Regions from separate parts of the Drosophila melanogaster genome. Here region 1 is linked to region 2. A link is a contact called in public Hi-C data. All regions are on one chromosome and are shown on one strand. The core of a region is the stretch at or near the end of the contact, and the rest is flanking DNA. Distances in the headings are between cores, read along the strand shown. Region 1 holds the start of BNIP3 (BNIP3,). Region 2 holds the start of lncRNA:CR45973 (long non-coding RNA:CR45973).

Region 1 (3,744 bases), core at 779-3,278, 120 kb before region 2:
GTTGATCTGCGTATGTAATTGATTGATATTAACTAAATACTTTGATAAGCGTTGGGTCACACGGCTTGGGGCGCCATGTGATCGCGGGGCGTTGCCAGCGGCTAGCTCCTAAGCCACGCCATAATCATAATTCCTCCAGCCAGAATATGTTAAGGGATCTAATGAGATCTGTACCATTAGAAAATTTCTTCACCTGCGTAATGATACTGCTCTCCTCCTCCGGAGTGGGCTCATCTCCACTCAGAACGCGGCGCAACTTGTCCATTATGCGGCGATTGAATAATGTTCAACAGGTGGCTGACTTGGAATTACCGGCACTCCTCTCGGGGGGTTTTGCACATACAAGGGTCTCTTCTGTTTTTATGCTCCGGAATTTTCACACCAAAATAAATCCAAGATCATACCTAGTGTGACCGTGGTGGTAACCGTTAACATATACCGTCCGATTAAAAATTATACCAACAATTTGCAATTTTATATATATCTTCATAAAAAAACTAAAGAAATCAGATATTAGTAGTGCATTTTTGTTCAAGAATATCCATTTAAAAACAAATATGTTTTTATATCAAAATCATATTCAAAATATAATTTTAGCTTTTTCTAGCTAGCATGCCATATTTAGAAACTTTGGCAGCCAACTGCTGGTCACATTCGCGACATCTGGCAACGCCTCCAGCATGTTTTGTTCAGCTCTACGTAACATTTTGAGGAATTCACAAAATGCGGCTAAAAACGCAACAATTACCTCACAAATACGAAATCTGCGAGGACAACAAAGTGTCCACCATGAGGTAGAAGTGTTAACATCACCGGGTATAACCACCAAACAGAATGACAAGAAGACCGAGCCTGCGGAATGTGAAGGCTCCAAAGAAGTGGCTCTGGACTTCCGAAATCGGGAGGCCCATGTGCCTTCCTTCAATTTGGCGGCCTATGTGAACAACTCGAGTACCCTGCAGCAATTTCTCAGCTTGGGAGTGGATCTGCACAGTATTGAACGGCGAAAGGGATTGGGAGACTTTGTACTGAAGCTGGATTTCGAGAAAAATGTGAAGCCCTACATAACGTTCCTGGTGGATCAGGGCGTATCACCCGATGACTTCGGCAGGATGTTCACCAAGAACCCGCTGCTGTTCAAGGAGGACTTGGACGATCTGCAGACCAGAGTGAACTATCTAAAAAGCAAGAGATTCTCGGACGAAGCCAGGCAAAGAATTCTCACCCAGAATCCTTATTGGCTGATGTTCTCCACCAGGCGAGTGGATCGTCGATTGGGTTACTTCCAAAAGGAGTTCAAATTGAGTGGTCATGATCTGCGACTGTTGGCCACCAGAGAACCCAATGCCATTACCTACAATATGGAACACCTCCGCAAGTCTGTGTTCACCCTTAAGGAGGAAATGGGATTCAATGCCAAGGAGCTAAGTGACCTGGTGGTACGAAAGCCGCGCCTCTTGATGATTCGTAAGTCTATCTACATTCAAAATTAAGGACATTTGTAATTAAACAACTTATCCTTGCAGCTCCGGATGATCTTGTCGAGCGATTTAGTTACATTCACCAGGATATGGGCCTTCCACATGCCCAGATTGTCCAGTGCCCGGAGCTTTTGGCCTCACGCGAATTTAGACTGCGGGAACGTCATGAGTTCCTGAAATTGCTTGGAAGAGCGCAATATGATCCGCAAAAAGACCTGTATATATCGCCAAAAACTATAGTGGAAGGCAATAACTTTTATTTCGTCCGAAATGTGGCTAAAAGTGATTTGGAAACATTTGATTTGTTTTTGAAAACGAGATAAGAATAAAATAAAAGTAAATGTATATATACTTTTCATATTCATATATGCATATGCATATATTTTCAAAAGTCAACAGAAACCAAGTTTTATCATTTTAAAAATAACCACCAATAAATTTACTTGATACAAGGGATGCCAGATGTAGGAAAACATAGACACGCACCTGGATTGCTACCGTTTCTCCATCTGGTCACACTGGACAGCAACAAAAGATTTAAACTACGCATTAAGCTTGTGCGTAGAAACGAATCGTGTTTAATTTTAGTTACAAGACAGTCGCTTCGGGAGAAGCATTAAACAAAGTTGCAATATTTCGGAGCTCCAGCGGTTGGCTTCAGTCCGAAACCAGTAGTTATAGTCAAATCGAGTGCAGCGGCGGAGAAACAGCGCCAAACGAAAAGTAAAACGCATTTTCCTACGCATACATAAACAGCAAAAGCGAATACACAAACACAGGCAGACATACGGAAGGGCCAAAAAAAACTTGGTCAAACTCACGAAAGAATAATAGAAATAGTTTAACTTTAAAGCGAGTTAATAATAAGCAATAAACCCAAGTTATCTTTGGTGTTGACGTGTTGAACACACATACCGATAAACAAAAACAAAATGTCTACGACACCAAAATCGAGCGAAGATTTGCTGGGCGGTAAGTTGTTTGTTTTCGTCTGCTTTGCTCTTTCATTCGTGTTTTTTTGCGTCTCCCCTTTTTACAATCATAACAATAACATGGTAACCCGTTATGCCGCATTGTTGTTGTTGCGAGAGTATCTAGACATGTGTATGTATTTATGGAGTTGTTTGCAATTTGTTAGTATCCGCATCCCATATTTTTTCAAGGCTTTGCGTTGTCTGCTTTTTGATTTCTTTCTGCTTTTATTTGTTTACTTTGCACTTGTTCTTGCTCCGCAGAGGGGGCGAGAAAGAAAGAGAGACAACAAAGAATCCGCAAAACTCCGTATGAAAACAAAGACAAAGAAGCTGCCAACGCACTCTTTCTCCCTCCGCTCTTTCATTCATGTCATGTCTTGTTCCTTTACTTTGCACTTAGCACGCTTGACGTCAGTTGTGGTTTACTTTTTGCGCTCCCCATTTCCCCGACCCGGTCTTCTTCTTCCGTCTGGCTTGCTAAAATAATTCGTAAATAAATACATTTTGTGGGAGGGCATTTCCCTATCGGTCGTTTCCAGAAATTGCGCCTTTGGCATATTCGCTTCAATTGTATTTCGGCTGCCCACTTTATCAACATCCACGTTTACACTCGCGGAAAAACTAGGTTATATAAATTTATACTCATCAACGTACTTGAATGTGTTTTTCAAAATCTCTTAATTTTATGAAAATCGTATGATGGACAATATTCAATAAATTTTCTTAGGAATTGCACGAAATGTTGAAATATTTTGTTGACATAAAGTATAATCTTTTTGGTTGACTGCTTGAAAGCACTTTGTTTGTTTGTCGAAAAGGTTGTTGACTACCACAGAAATTATACTACAATTCTGCAAAGTCACTCACAAAAGTAATGCCGGACGAAAAATTTGTTTTTCAATTTACTACCATCCAAGCAGTATTAATCTAATCAGTTTTAGCCCAAATCGAACCATATGTTATGAAATACATCACTTTTGAAAGGTTTGACACAGTTTGGATGTGGAATTCCGTTATCAATGATAGCATATAAATATTATTCATATGTATTTCTATACGTTTGAATGAATCTGATATTAATCTTTTAAAGCTAAGTATGTACATATGTATATGAAATAAGTGTGTAAGTAATGCGCCGGCTTGATCTGTTTCTTGACCTTAAAACACGTGCGAAATGAATGACCAACTTAGAGAAACATTTTTTCTTTGTGCACTGTGCCATATACTACGCAAGAAATCGTATCATGATACCGAGGAGTCATCCATCCAATAATAAAGGCGGTTCAATG
Region 2 (4,027 bases), core at 232-2,731:
ACAGCAGGGTGACCACTATTTGCGATGTCGCATTTTCACCTGGGAAATGCCGGTGCCGTACCCGTATTATAAATGTGTCGCAAATTACCCACCTTTACGTCCAGAAATTGCCATATTCTGCACGGATCTTGGGACATTTCTGCCTCGGTTCCCACGCCGTGACTAGTAATAATATTTCCAAGCATGTGTGCGAGAGTTCATCAATAGCACTTCGACGGGGTATCCTTTCCATACAAATATTACGGACAATGGGTAATCCTCAGCATGTTGGCATCTAGGAAACGCATCTGTGAGGAATTGAGACTGGAAAAAAGGGCAGCAATTTTCACCACCTACGCAGAGAAGAGATATGTATGTACGTGTGACTAAGAAAGTGTTTGCTGTACTTGAACCCTTGTTTGCGGCCTTCAAGCGGAAGAAATGTGGAAGCAGTAGACGCATCTGAAAGATTGAGTACTCCAATCCTTCCATGAGTAATTTTGGAGTTTATGTAACCATTTAGATTTGGGTAGTTCAAGAAGTTATGTTAAATAGAAATTTACAATATGTAATGGTAAGTATCTTCTTATCAAAGTTCAAGACGTTTAAATCAAGTAATATTAAAGATATCTTTACCATATAAAGTTATGTATCTCCTTATCTAAGCTCCAAAGACATTAAATAGTTAAAGTTCAACGGACTTAACCATTGCATTGTTATGTTTCTCTTTGTACGAAAAGAAAGTTATAATAGTTTATATTAACGGTATGCAGCTTGTCTAATGTTGGACAAGCTTTAGGTATTTCTTAGTAGTTATATGGCCAATCTTTTCGTCGGAAAACTCCCTTAGTTGATTATGGGGCTTTAATCAGATCAAGTTCCCTCGCATGTTTAGCCTTCCACAGAGCGTCGCGTTTCCATGACAATTTATACGATTTTTCGAACCAACCATCCACCGACTAGGTATACCTATGTGGTCATTGCACCTGATGGTATTGTTGGCACTAAGCACTTTCTCCAAACACCGCCGACAACCTGTTGTGTTTCATACCCATAACCACATACAGATACTGCACGCTCGAACTAGTGAGAGTGTATCTTTTGCGATGCTAGATACGATTTGCCGCGCGAGAAGTTTACACACACTTGTAGTTTGCAGATAGACAAATATTATCTTAAGTATAATATCTGCATTCTATATCTGCATATATAAGGGATTCAATGGCATGTCTTAATATATATTTATATATGCCTAGTTTACCCTGACCTGAAACCTTGATTGAATCCAACTTACTTTCATAGGTCTTATGGGTCTGAAATGACCGCATGACATTAACATTCATCAGAGTTCCACTGCAAGTGCAATCCCCAGACCACGTGCCACAACCTAATCTACTTTTTTTATAAAAGCCACATCACGGCCGTGCATCATGCACTTCCCATCCAAAGCACTCGCTCACTCACTTCGAGAACTTCACCTTCCACAATTTCGTGCGAATCTGAAACTCCAAAGTCAGGGTATATGCACAAACTAAAGCTGCCGCCCGCTGGCGAATCAAGATATACGAGTTTGTGTGCCTGCTTTTGGGAAATGTCGATGTGACGGGGCTTGGAATGGATAATCTAAATCAGGAAGGGGAATTGCGAATCGGAATGGCGAGGCGTCGTCATCCCGAATTGATGACGCAGCCGATGACGCACTGAGTTGTTTTTTTTTTTTTTTTTTGCTTGGAAGAGAAATCTGGATTTCATGCCAGCTTGGCAACAACAAAGTAGCTCGCACAATGGCAAAAGCACGCTGAAATTTTAGAGCAGAAGAATCCGCGAGTGTCGGAAAGGTCGGCTTCATCCGAATGTTCGAATTTAAATTTAAAATGTAACGTACTCTTGGTGGGGCTTGGGGCACAGTGGTTCAAAGGAATGGGTTACGGTTACATGTGAAATTATTTCACAAGGCGATTATAATCAATACTGTTCAACATCATAGTGCGTCATTTCAAATTTCAATGAAATATGTTTGTATAATCTTCCCACTGCAAACTGCAGTTAAAACTTAATCATCATTGCGGACCATGGTGAAACTCAAAAGCGATTTACTGGAATAAAGGTTGTTTGTGTTCACGTATATTTACGTGATTATTGCTAAAGAATATGTATATTTCCCGTACATACACTTTTCATATCAAAATGATCAGGCCTATTTAATCGTATAAGTGAGTGCAGTGACCAGAGTGAAACATTAATTGCTTGCAAATAAGTATGTCGTATGCAAATAAAATATTTTTCAAATTCAATTTGATGTCGCCACCCCTATAATTTCCCCCCTTTTCGGTTGCATTGGTGTCACGGTACCAGTATAATTCTCGTTTCAATCTTCCTTTCGAGAAACAGATGCAAGACTTTGGAAAAGGGACGGGCGAAAAGAGAGGTTTGTTGGTGTTATTTGTTCTGTTCGCGATTTTCGCATTCGTATTTATCGGCTACTTCGTGGGAAGAAGAAGCAAAGACGGACGTTGCGTTTCAAAAAGAGCGTTACAATATGAAGAATTCAATCGAAGAGATCGGTGAAAACCAATGGACGAAATACAAGCCTGCATAAACAGTTGCGGTGAAAATATTAGTATTCAAAATCCCAGTATCCCAGAATGAAAAAATTCAAAACTAAATGAGTTATATCTAACCTACAATTGTACCAATTCTATCAACGATTTTAAAAATACATTTTTCAGGTCTTTTAGTCCAACAATTCGGTCTTAAAAATTATATTTAAAGACCCTCATTTCCAATTACTAAAGATTCGATTGCGATAGTTCCTATTATTGTGACCGCGAATGTGCTCCTGTGTATCCTCAGACGGATGTCTTTAGTGGGAAATCACCTTGCGCCAGCTGCAACTGCAACTGCATCGCATGTACAGCCCTGCACCGATGCACTATATCTGCCATATAGTGCTTAGGGGTGGAATAGTGCAGCTGACATATGTATGTAGGAATCTACCTGCGACATAATGCCGCTCGGTGGTTCTTACCTGCTCCTTGAGGATCTCGGATAACTGCCTTCTGTTGCTGTCGTAATTCCTGCGTAGCCCAGTGATCCTCGTTTCGGACAGCTGCAAAAATCATGAAATCGTCTGCACCGCGAGGTAAACAGCAAGGTAAATCCACATACACACACACAAATGAGTAATGATCTCGCACAGGAAAAAATTCAATGATCGATTTGGATCCAAGAGATTGAAGCGTTATTTGAAGATTCGAGTTTGGGAGCATTTATTTAAATTCTAGGATTTACTAGAACTATGTTTGTACATCTGAAATGTCCATCTGTGGTCATATACTTAGGGATATAAGAGATCTTAATCTGGAGTATTAAGAAGACAAATTTCTTAATTTTAAATTTGTATGTATATTAGGATATTAAAATGTTTTATGTTTTATGTTTTTTTATAATAATAGTAGTTTGCAAAGCAACTACTCAAAAACTGCACATCATCATTGAATTTGGTTTAAAAATTTCGTAACTATGGGAAAACAAATAATTTCAACCAAACTTGTAAAATATTACCTTATCAGAGCAGGAGAAAACCTTAAGTATCCAAGCCAAGAAACCACAAAAGATATTTTCGAGTTATAGAGATGGTTATACGGGTGTTTCTGCCTTCGATATCCGTACCCGTACTCAATAAAACAAAATCGAAGTTCAAGCTGACTGTACTTTCATTAATTTGATCTTAAAACTGTGGATTTTATCAGTTTACTAACCCCCTCTAATTAACTTATCGCCACGATTTATTGGTGCGCAGATTACTACGTAAAATCGTAGAAGAAAAGTTTAAGGGTTGCTGTGGGTATAGTGTTCATACAGCTACGTATTTCGAATTCAGTTGGAATCGGAATTTCAGCGTTCAGCGCAATTTTTTCAAAAATAACGATGCTCTTGTTCTTTCTCTCTCTCCCAACCATTTGGATTTCAAAAAATAACGACGCTCTCTGGTCTCCCACTTCTCTTTCCATTCCGACCGCATTGAGCTAAATTCCTGCAACGGGTG

What was found. A called contact is a pair of places that touch in the nucleus more often than the background predicts.
Region 1: a contact with region 2 is called in a Hi-C map of the Kc167 cell line, with 2.2 times the contacts expected there. A contact is called at or near these places in 3 of 107 Hi-C or Micro-C datasets (the Kc167 cell line and cellular blastoderm embryo).

What each region holds. Positions count from the first base shown.
Region 1 is chr3L:20,517,677-20,521,420 of dm6, reverse strand. It overlaps BNIP3 (BNIP3,), which reads left to right and starts at 2,028. Exons shown (of 5, transcript NM_206403.2): 1 at 2,028-2,204. It overlaps mTerf3 (mitochondrial transcription termination factor 3), which reads left to right and starts at 649. Exons shown (of 2, transcript NM_140983.3): 1 at 649-1,467; 2 at 1,527-1,831. The coding sequence starts at 681. The coding sequence ends at 1,804. It overlaps CG5104, which reads right to left and starts at 412. Exons shown (of 4, transcript NM_140984.3): 1 at 194-412; 2 at 1-6. The coding sequence starts at 265.
Region 2 is chr3L:20,401,724-20,405,750 of dm6, reverse strand. lncRNA:CR45973 (long non-coding RNA:CR45973) reads right to left here and starts at 1,481. Exons shown (of 2, transcript NR_133284.1): 1 at 93-1,481.